Linked DNA regions of Mus musculus: region 2 is linked to region 1. A link is a contact called in public HiChIP or PLAC-seq data. All regions are on one chromosome and are shown on one strand. Each heading gives the region's core, a stretch centred on a gene start, on an enhancer-like site or on the middle of the called end of the contact. The rest is flanking DNA. Distances are from core to core; before and after follow the strand shown. Region 1 holds the start of Dnaaf4 (dynein axonemal assembly factor 4). Region 2 overlaps Prtg (protogenin).

Region 1 (5,347 bases), core at 1,164-3,663:
TTCCTTCTCTTAGGCTGTCCCAAATTCCAACCCCTTTCACAAAGGCGTTTCTCCCCTTAGTCTGTTCCCTCCTGCTCAGTGTGCTGAGCTCAGCTTGTTCAGCTACAGAGAGATGGCTTATACGCCTGGGTTGAAAAGCTTTGAAGAAATATGTTAGATAAAAAAATTAACAATATTATGCTTTTTGATAAACATCAGTTCTGCTTTTATTTGTTTTTGATTTTTTTTTTTTTGAGACAGGGTTTCTCTTTGTAACCCTGCCTATCCTGGAACTCCCTCTATAGACCAGGCTGGCCTTGAACTCAGAGATCTGCCTGCCTTTGCTTCCTGAGTGCTGGAACTAAAGGCATGAACCACTACTGCCGGATAGTTCTGCTGTATTTTATTTCAGACAAGGTCTCATGCAGCCCAGGCTGGCCTCAAATTTAGTATGTAGTAGAAGTTAGCTTTGAACTTCTGGTCTTCCTGTTTCCACTTTGCAAGTTCTAGGATTTCAGCACACACAGCTACACCTACCTGGTTTGTGTGATGCTGGGATTAAACCCAGGGCTTTGAGCATGCTAAGCAAGCTCTCTACCACCTGAGCTACCTCCTCAGCCCATCAAGTCCTTTAGTATTTTATAATTTATTTGGTTTTCCAAGATAGGATTTCTCTGTGCAGCCTTGCCTGTCATGGAACTTGCTCTGTAGACCAGGCTGGCCTCGAACTCAGAAATAGATGCCTGCCTCTGCCTCCCAAGCACTGGGACTAAAGGTGTGTTGGCACACTGCCTGACTTCTTTTTTATCTTTATTTTTAAAGATTTATTTATTTATTATATGTAAGTACACTGTAGCTGTCTTCAGACACACCAGAAGAGGGCGCCAGATCTCATTACAGATGGTTGTGAGCCACCATGTGTTTGCTGGGATTTGAACTCAGGACCTTTGGAAGAGCAGTCGGTGCTCTTATTCACTGAGCCATCTCACCAGCCCCAATTTTTTATTTTTAAGTATGTGCATGTGTGTATGTGTGTGTGTGTGTGTCTGTGTGTGTATACAGTGCCTGTAGAAGCCAGAAAAGACACAAGAGCTTGAGACAACATGCTAGGAACAAGAATAGAATAAAAAGAGGGAAATGGCAAAAAGCAGGATGAAAGTGAAACAAATCAGCAGGATGTTAGGTTCTCTGCTCAGAAGGACTGACAAAGGAGCAGAAGTTTGAGATAATGATCTGCTGACAAAACAGGTCAGGATCAGGAAGGGAGAGATACTAACACCAACTCTACTGATCCTAAACTTTCTGCAATAAATTATGCTGGAGTTTAAACATTTCCCTAAATGCTCTCCAAACTTTTTTTTTCTAGTTTAAAATGCAGCATTCTATGTGCAAATAACTTCTCTAGTACTTAATTACATTTATCATTCACATCAGACTCGCGTAATGTAGAAACTGGGCCTAAGGAAGTAGTGTAGAAGGAGCATTTAGAATAAATGAAAGATCTCAGTCATTTTTCTGCTAACAATGCACATGGCACTAAAGACGTTGGGCTGAACTACACGGCCTTCAAGTTTCTTGGCAGCTGAAGTTCGGTGTGTATTATTGAAGTCCAGTGTAAGCTACTGGGAAATGGATCAGTTTAAATCCAATAGATCCTACTATGGAATTGCAGCAAAGTTTATTGTGAGGCTTTTGGGTCTCAAAAATTGAAGTTTAGGTCCCTTCCCAGGGTTAAGGGAATGTACACACCAGTGCTCCTAGGATGGGTGACGGCGTCAGCCCCTGAACATCAAACGTTGCTTTGTATTTTGAGACAGAATATTTGTGTTTATCAGGGTGGGTCTCCAACTGAGGGCTCTGCTCAAGTCGTGAGATTACAGGCTACCACACAGCAAATGGTCAGAGCAAACCAAACGTCCTGACTCTAAATGTGCCTTGCTGTCACAATGTACACATTCCAGCTCTGCCGACCCATATCCCTCTGCATCCTAAAGCTCCAAGCTTTTTCCTTTCCAGAGCTGGGAATACAACCCAGCCTCTCCCAGGGAGCCACACCACAGCTTCTCTTCTCCTTTAGCAAAAAGTCACTTTAAACTATTTGTATGTAATTAAGTTGTGCCTGCGTGTGAGTGCGGTGCCCTCGGAAGCCAGAAGAGGGTATCAGATTGGAGCTCCTGGCGCTTGAGAGACGCCGAGCACGGGTGCTGAGCCTCGAACTCGGATCCTCTGGGAAGCAGTGCCTGCGCACGGCAGTCTCCTGTCCCCGAGCCCTCTCGTTTCCGTGTTCTGCTCTACTTCGTCCTCATTCTCTCAGAGGCAGCGGGGACACAGATACTCCAGACTCAAGTAGGACTACCGACAACTGCAATACCCAACATAGTGGGAGACCGAGGGTCCTACTGGACCCCTGACCCGGAAGGACCCTAAGGGCCGGAAGTGATGGCAACCCCGCAATCCCCGCTTCCCTAGCAACCCGATCGGCTTCCTAGCGACGTAAAGTGGCTGTGCAGTCCCTGGTCCCGCCATGCCAGTGCGAGTGAGCGAGTTCAGCTGGCAGCAGACGCCGGCCACGATCTTCCTGTCGCTGCCTTTGCGGGGCGTCTGCGTGCGCGATGCTGACGTATTCTGTGGGGAAAGTTACCTGAAGGTGGGCGGGGCGGAGATGCAGTTGCTGTGCGCCCCGGGAGCAGGAGCTGTCTTGTAGAGTGTCCATGGCTTTACTTTTTTAAAGTTAATTTTTAATTTACATTTTTTACCCTTAATTAATTTATTTTTGTTATGCTAAGGATCAAACCCAGCATCCTGTGTATGCCAAGCCACTGAGCTACATCTCTAGTAACTATGTATATATTAAATGTATGAATGCGTGCATTCATGAGTGTGCATCAGGTGTGTGCAAATGCCTGCGAAGGCCAGAAGAGGGGGGTCAGATCTCCTAGAACTAGAGTTACAGATGGTTGTGAGCCACGCAGGATGGAAGAATAAGTGCTCTTAACCACTGAACCATCTCTCCAGCCCCAATAGCTACAGGGGTGTGAGCAGGGTGGAGGGTGTCTTATTCTGTAGCCCACACTGGCAATCCTCCTGCCTCAGACTTCCAAGTGTTGGGATTAATGGGATGCTCTCCCATCCCTGGCTAAACCTCAACTTAAAGTTGATAAACAAGTCTAAAGCTGCTGAGATGGGCCAATGAGTTAATGCACTACCACCAAGCCTGACAGCTGCAGTTCCGTCCCCAGAAAGGAGAAAACCAATTTCTCACAATTCTCTGACCTCCTCCTGCGTGCCATGGCACTCAGACCCACACACATGCGCACAACGTTGTCATTAAAACAACAGCTGGGCAGTGGTGGTGCTCACCTTTAATCCCAGCACTTGGGAGGCAGAGGCAGGCGTATTTCTGAGTTCGAGGCCAGCCTGGTCTACAGAGTGAGTTCCAGGACAGCCAGGGCTACACAGAGAAACCCTGTCTCGAGAAACCAAAAAACAAAGCAAAACAAAACCAACCATCCAACCAACCAACCAAACAAAAATATCTAAAAAAAAAAAACAAAAAAACCAAACCAACAACAAAAACAAATCTGTTGTCAGTGTGGTGTCATCTAGACATATTCAGGTTCCAGATTTGCTTTCATCTATTGCGTCCTCATATGCTTTGCTAAATTATGCTGCCTGGAATAAATTCAGTGGGGTTTTGAGAAACATTTTACACACACACACACACACACACCGGGATGGAGAAGGGGAGGGCTGGCTTCAAACTGGCTCCCTCACTTCGTAGCTGAGAATGGCCTGGGATGTCTGAGCACCCTGCTTCTACCTCCTGAGTGCCCGGATAACAGGCCTGGGACACCACACCAGGAACTATGTCCCCACCCTAGCATGTTTGCTTTTTTTTTTTTTTTTTTCTGGAATAAACGGTTGTAAATTTTTTTGATTTACCTTTATTGATGTGTGTTGCAGATTTGGCTCTGTGCATGAATGTGTACCATGTGCTTGTCTGATGCCCTAGGAGTTCAGATGAGGATGTCAGATCCCCTGGAACTGGATTTCAGAGGGTTGGGAGTTTCCATGTGGGTGCTGGGAACAGAACCCAGGTTGTCTACAAGAATAAGTGCTCTTAACCACTGAGCTGTCTCTCCAGCTTTTTTTTTTTAAGATGGCAGTGTCTTTAATTTGTGTAACTAACTCAATGCCTCTCTCTCTCTCTCTCTCTCTCTCGTCTGAACAGGTTAACTTTCCTCCATTTTTATTTGAGCTGTTTCTCTATGCTCCTATAGATGATGGGAAGAGCAAAGCCAAGATTGGAAATGACACGATTCTTTTCACATTGTATAAAAAGGAGCCAGTTCTGTGGGATAGCCTTTCTGTGCCGGGTGGTAAGTTTTTAAGTGAAAGTTGTTCACTTGAGCTGGGTGCCATTCACGAGAGCTCAGTATGTACCTGTAAGCCAATATCAGAAAGCTGGGCTACATGAAACCTTGTCTCAAAAAATATTTTTCCCCCTCCGGTTGTCATGGTGACTCCAGGTGATGCTTGCTTACACGTCTCAGGTCTTAAGAGGCTGAAGTAAGAGGATCACAGTGCTAAACCACCCTGCGCCATATAAAAGATGCTGTCTCCATCAGGTTTCCACATTTTATGGAATTAGATCTAAAGAAGCCTTATCCAGATCAGTATAAGTGCTTCTCTCCTCAATAAAGCAAGTTAATGCTGGGCGGTGGTGGTACATGCCTTTAATCCCAGCACTTGGGAGGCAGAGGCAGGCAGATTTCTGAGTTCGAGGCCAGCCTGGTCTACAGAGTGAGTTCTGGGACAGCCAGGGCTACACAGAAAAACCTTGTCTCGAAAGACAAAAAAAAAAAAAAATTCATAATCCCGTCATAGTACTTTTCCTTATATTCCAGTTGATAAAGAGATGATGCAGAGAATAAGAGAAAAATCTATCTTGCAAGCACAGGAGAAAGCAAAAGAGGCCACAGAAGCAAAAGCTGTTGCCAAGCGAGAAGACCAGAGATACGCACTAGGCGAGATGATGAAGGTAAGCGACAGATTCCAGGGCACTAGAGGTGCCGATGAGCCAGAGTCAGAGAAGTAGTGCAGCCAGGAGTGGGGGTGCAGGCCACCAGGCTCCTCAGGAGGGTGAAACAGGAGGATCAGAAGTCGCAGCCATCAGCAACTGTGGTGAAACAGCCAGCAGTTGAGAGTCAGAGGCCAGCTTGGTTTACAGATGGAGTGCTAGGCAAATGATCAACTACTGCAGCTCACGAGTTAGGTCCTCAGCTTCTTGGCCACTGACCTGTGTACTGTCCCACCACTTCTCGTGTCACTCCCCCACCCCCACCAGACACTGAGCCTCCTACATGAA
Region 2 (5,226 bases), core at 1,391-3,890, 47 kb before region 1:
CCAGGACTGGCTTCATACTAAGCAAGCAGTGTACAAGTGAGCCTTGTCCCCAGCCCTAGAATCCAAAATTTCTAAACACTAGCACTTATTGTGGTTCTCTTATCATCAGTTTGGTAGCAGATGCAAGAAAAGATAGGGGAGAGGCATAGTAAAGGAGAAAATGGAGAGGCGAGGCAGCAAGTCTAACATCAAAGATGGAGAGCAGCTGGCGGCTGGCCAGTCCCATCGGTTGGCCTGCAGATGACACCTCACTTTTGGTTAAACATGGATCCAGGACATTGTTTCTCTCTACTGCTATTAAGATATTTTAGTCACGTAAAAAAAGGTTGAATCATTAACATCTCATCATAATTCCAAATGCTTTCTTTCTGTAACAGAAAATGGTATCAGAACTACCCTTTATGCCAAATAGTTCATTGTGCTCAGAGCCTTTAAAAAAGATAGGAAGTAATTTTAAATAAGCACATAGGGAGAAAGGGTTGGGGGTAGGTACGGAGTAAACCAAGCTGGCTGTGGTAGGACATTCCTCTCATCCCCTAGTGCACAGGAGGCCGAGGAGCCAAGACCATGAGTTCCAGGCCAGCACCGGCTACATAGGGAGACCAGTCTTAAAAATTAATTAATTAATTAATTAAATTAATAAATGAATAAATCTGACATTTTTTTCTTGTGATGTGTATTGGTGTTTGTCTGCACATGTCTATGCACCATACATGTGCCTTGTGTGTATCTTAAGCTAAAGTTATGGATAACTGTGAGTCACCATGTGTGTGCGCTGGAAATCAAACCCGGGTCCTCTGGAAGAAGAGGCCTGGTTCTCTGAGCCACTAAGCCATCACTCCGGCTCCAATATGTTTTTGATCACAAACAAATGACCTGAATATATATGTTTTTTCCCCATGTAGGAGAGGTCACCATATGTGACCATTGTCTCCTTTGGATATATAAAATCTTTGTGTACTTCTTTCGAAACTGAAATCTCTGTCTAACACTGAGATACTTTCCCTTTTTGTTTCCCCAGGGAGGGACTGACCTGATCATCAATAGCTACGGTCCTATAATTAAAAACAACACTAAGAAAAAGTGGCTTTTTTTCCAAGACACTAAGAAAATCAAAGTTGAACAGGTAATCCACCCATGTGAGGAGAATCCTTTACAGTCTGCGGCATAAGAAATGATAATTAGAAATACAGGGAGTTGGGGGGGGTGTAAATGAAGCGGTTTTGACTGACCTGGTTCGATTCTGACAGTGGAGAGCTGTGGTGGGTGGAAAGAAAGTTCGGACAGTAATCTGAGATGTGGTTTTCAGTGGGGTGTGAAGACTTAGAAGAGAGGGATATAAGGAGTTATATCGGAATAACCAAAGGGCTTGTTATTTTTTTCTTTTTATTTATTTATTTATTTATTTATTTAGGTTTTTCGAGGCAGGGTTTCTCTGTATAGCCCTGGCTGTCCTGGAACTCACTCTGTAGACCAGGCTGGCCTCGAACTCAGAAATTCGCCTGCCTCTACCTCGGCTTGTTATTTTTATTTGGTTGGTTGGTTTGGTTCCATTTTTTGGGAGGGGGGGTTGGTTTGGTTTGGTTTTTTTGTGTTGGTTTGGTTTGGTTTGGTTTTGGTTTTGAGCCAGGATTTCTTTGAGTAGCTCTGGCTGGCCTCTAACTCACAGATCCACCTACCTCTGCTTCTGGAGTGCTGGGATTAAAAACCTGTGCTACCACAGTCCGCCTTGTTATTTTTTTAAGTCTTTGTTTTGTTTTGTTTTGTTTTGTCTTTTTAGTTAACATATGTGTGCCAGTAACTAGTCGCCCCTGGGAACAGAGCACTAGGAGGCCAGCCTAGGGTGTTGGATCACCTGGAGCTAGAGTAACAGATGATTGTGAATCACCAGATGTGGTGTCCTATCAGAGCAAAATGTGGTCTTAGTGGCTGAGCCATCTCTCCAGACCTGCCAAGGAAGGTTCTAGTTCAGAAGTGCTCCCAGTCACCTAGGGGGAGCCACTGATCACACAGACAGTCCATTTATGACATGCCTTTTTTTTGTTTATTTTGTTTTGGTTTTTGGTTTTAGCTTTTCCAAACAGGGTTTCTTTGTGTATCCTTCTCTGTTTTGTAGCTAGCTCAATGGATCTGGTTTGAATTGAACTCAGACATCCGCCTGCCTCTGTCTCCCAAATGCTGGGATTAAAGGCTTGCACCACTCCCGCCAGCACAATGGGAGTTCTGGAACTTGTTCTCGAACTTGAACTATTTGCTATCTCATGGCTACCTTATCTATTCTTGCCTAGACTCAAAGAAGATTTACTCAGGCCGTCTGCTTTTACCAGCCGGGCACCACCGTGCTGATCAGCGATGAAGATTCCCCCGGCTCCCCAGGCCAGACCGCCAGCTTCCCAAGACCTTTTGGGGCTACTGCCCTTGACACAGAGCATTCAGCGAACAGTGAAGGCAGCCATGAGACAGGGGATTCCGGAAGGTTTTCCCATGAGTCCAATGATGAGATACACCTGTCCTCCGTCATCAGCAGCACGCCCCCCACCTCGAATCCCCTCGCTGGTGGCGATTCTGATGGGGATGCTGCACCGAAGAAGCACGGAGACCCTGCGCAGCCCTTGCCAGCTGAGCAGACCTCAGCTCCGCAGACATCTGCGGGGCTGCGATATGCTGCCGAGGGTTTTCCGGTCTAGACAGCCACGCTCAGGGATTCACAACAAGCACCTGTTCGAAGGACAATGAGCAGGGAGCCAAAGCCTTTTGTGAAAATCTTGATGTCTTACTGTTTATTGTTTGTTTTGTTTGTTTGTTTTTTATCTTTTTTTTTAAACTATTTTTAAGCTTACGAATTTTGAATGTTTCAACTGTCAACAATGTGAAAAAGGGCAGTCAAGATGCTTGACTGGACTCTAAGATAAATCACTGGAGCGGAGGGAAGACTGCCTAAGCCCTCTGCTGAATAGCTACCTCAGTTTGCTGTGGGCAGACTCTGAAGACAACTGTGCTGCCTTCTTCGAGTGCTGGTTTCTCTCAGTGGCATAACCAGCGGGACTTGCTAGTGACGCTGTGTGTCCATTGTGTGTGTGCTGTGTGTGACTGAAGGAGTCCGATAGGTAGGAGAGGAAAGATGTTGATCTGAAGCTCTGATTTTTTTTTTTTTTTTTTAAAGAACCGTGATAATGTAACACCTCTGGCTGTGAGGAGAAAATATGGGAGTATATTTATTTGAATGGAAGAAACAAATACGTCTCTTTGGAGAAGAGAACATTCCATAGTACATAGGGGATCGTGTCCTTGCAAAGCTGTTGGGTTTGGGACACCAGAGCAGGAGAATTTTGCTCCAGCCTGCATCAGCCTGCCCTCAGCCTGCAAAACCACCTTTCCCTTTGCTCCACAGCCGGCCAAGGGCTGCGCTGTCTTGTGGAACGTTTTCAAAGTTTACAGAGCTAGCTGCAAAATACAATGTAGGAAAGTGGATTTTTTTTTTAATGGTTCAGATTTTCTTTTTTAAAATCTCAGTTTGGCTTCAAATGGGGCAAAGAAGAAATGTTATTAAATATTAAGAATGAAGATAAACGAAACAGTAGAGATTAAGACAGACTTGAGGTTTTCATAATAGCAGTGCCTTCCATTGTGAGAAATTTTGCCTTATACCTTTTTAATATTCACGAAGATGTTTAGGAAAAAAGGTACCAAAAATTTGCCTTAAAAAAAAAAAAGCTTGGATCTTAGCGATAGCTGTGCTATCTGGCACCTTGATGAAGCTGCTCTCTTTTTGAAGCTCAGGTTTGCTCCCTATCACCCTGGCGGCTGAACTCTGGCTTCGTAGCCCACTAACACTCCAGAAGCGAGTTCATTCTCTGGTTTAAAATCAACAAATTGTCTCCTCTTCTGATCCGGCAGCCTTCTCCGTCACAAGGCAACATGCTAGGTGCCGAGCCACGTGGGAAGGACAAAGACTGAGCTGTGAAAAGAAGAAACAAGTCCTTAGCCTTTTAAAATCATGAGTTTTGCCCTCCCTGAAATTTTTTTGGAAGTGGCTTTGAATTGCATTTTAAAAGAAAAGCCCTCCGTGGGTTTTCCCTTGAAACCGTCCCTCCATGCACAGACAAGGCAGGTCCTGCCAAATGGTGTTATCACCCCAGTGTCATCTATTGCGAAAGCCTGACACTGCCACAGTTTTCATCGTCATTCTAAGTTTTGTGCCAAATTGGACTTTCTTAGAAGCCCAGGCACTACTCAGCACAGTTCTGTCCCATTCACCATGGGCTTCTCGGCAAAATGGGGGGAAAAAAGAAAGAAGAAAGAAAAAAAAAAAAAGCAGAGCTTTAGGTAAACAGTCGGAGGGGAGAAAAAATGGCTTCCTTCCCCTGCCTTCGCGCTCCTGTTTATACTACCTCCTTTTTAAAGTTATTCTAGTGTTATTGTTCTTTCCTGTACTCAGGGACTTTTTTGTTACTCTTGAGCTCATGTTGCATGGGCGGGTGCATTGACAGGGTATGGTGGTGTTTGGTTCGTAAGTAGAAGTACGTGGGCCAACTTCTCTCAGTATCTAAAATGAAGGGCACAATGGGATCACAAGTCAGAAGCAAACAGATCGAAAAGGGGAAAGCAGGTTTAAGGCCATGCATATTTAAACCGTGTTCCCTGCCTGGATCATCCGAAAGGCTGGGACAGGACATTTCTGGAAGAACGTGCTCTGTTTAATGATAAATAGGCCCTTAGTTATGATAGGTCTTTAGCTTATAATTATTTACTAGTTCATTTTTTGTTCTTATACAGACTTTTCTGTCAATTCTGTTACCAAAGAATTTTCAGTAGACAGTAAAATTTCTATGATAAGTACCTTAAATCCAATTCACTAGAAACAGATATAGACTCGAATATAAACAATTTCTAACCCTAATCTGAAGGGTTTATATTGATAGTTAAAATTAATTAGGCTAGTGACATAAACTACCTTACCGTCACCAGAGTTTAAAATAAATTTTAATTTCCTTGCCAGCATATGGTTACAAACTCTTTAAACTGTAAGGTTTTTTTTTTCTCCAGCAAGTAACGAAACCTTCAACTCTATAGTATTAATGTATTTTCTAATTGTTGAAATTACTTGTTGGAGAGAAAAAAATAAATATTACTACTAATGTCATGGACTAAAGTATTTAATGTTCAACAGAGGTTTTAGGCTTGGTGAAAGCCAGCCTCTCTGAAGTCTGAAGTACGAAATTCCAA

The links. HiChIP or PLAC-seq counts read pairs in DNA pulled down with a chosen protein or histone mark.
Region 2: an H3K4me3 HiChIP or PLAC-seq map of embryonic stem cells shows a contact between it and region 1, with 5 times the contacts expected there. The contact joins the enhancer-like site here to the promoter of Dnaaf4 in region 1. A contact is called at or near these places in 7 of 39 promoter capture datasets (the C10 cell line, hippocampal neurons, liver and 3 more), 1 of 15 datasets of contacts at CTCF or cohesin (the NIH/3T3 cell line), 45 of 484 Hi-C or Micro-C datasets (the Ba/F3 cell line, the G1E-ER4 cell line, Th1 cells and 17 more), 10 of 115 datasets of contacts at active chromatin or transcription factors (embryonic hindbrain, embryonic stem cells and memory CD8 T cells) and 3 of 9 other capture datasets (adipose tissue, embryonic stem cells and pancreatic islet).

What each region holds. Positions count from the first base shown.
Region 1 is chr9:72,956,372-72,961,718 of GRCm38.p6, forward strand. It overlaps Dnaaf4 (dynein axonemal assembly factor 4), which reads left to right and starts at 2,414. Exons shown (of 9, transcript NM_026314.3): 1 at 2,414-2,626; 2 at 4,211-4,358; 3 at 4,887-5,020. The coding sequence starts at 2,504.
Region 2 is chr9:72,909,616-72,914,841 of GRCm38.p6, forward strand. Prtg (protogenin) reads left to right here. Exons shown (of 20, transcript NM_175485.4): 19 at 1,022-1,126; 20 at 2,289-5,226. The coding sequence ends at 2,687. Among named protein-coding and RNA genes, the nearest start is that of Pygo1, 13 kb to the right of the region's middle. Within about 2 kb of position 2,641, at least 23 of the 459 cell types and tissues checked have an H3K27ac peak or open chromatin away from gene starts, as enhancers often do. A contact at or near this core is called in the G1E-ER4 cell line, embryonic stem cells and liver, where this site is marked.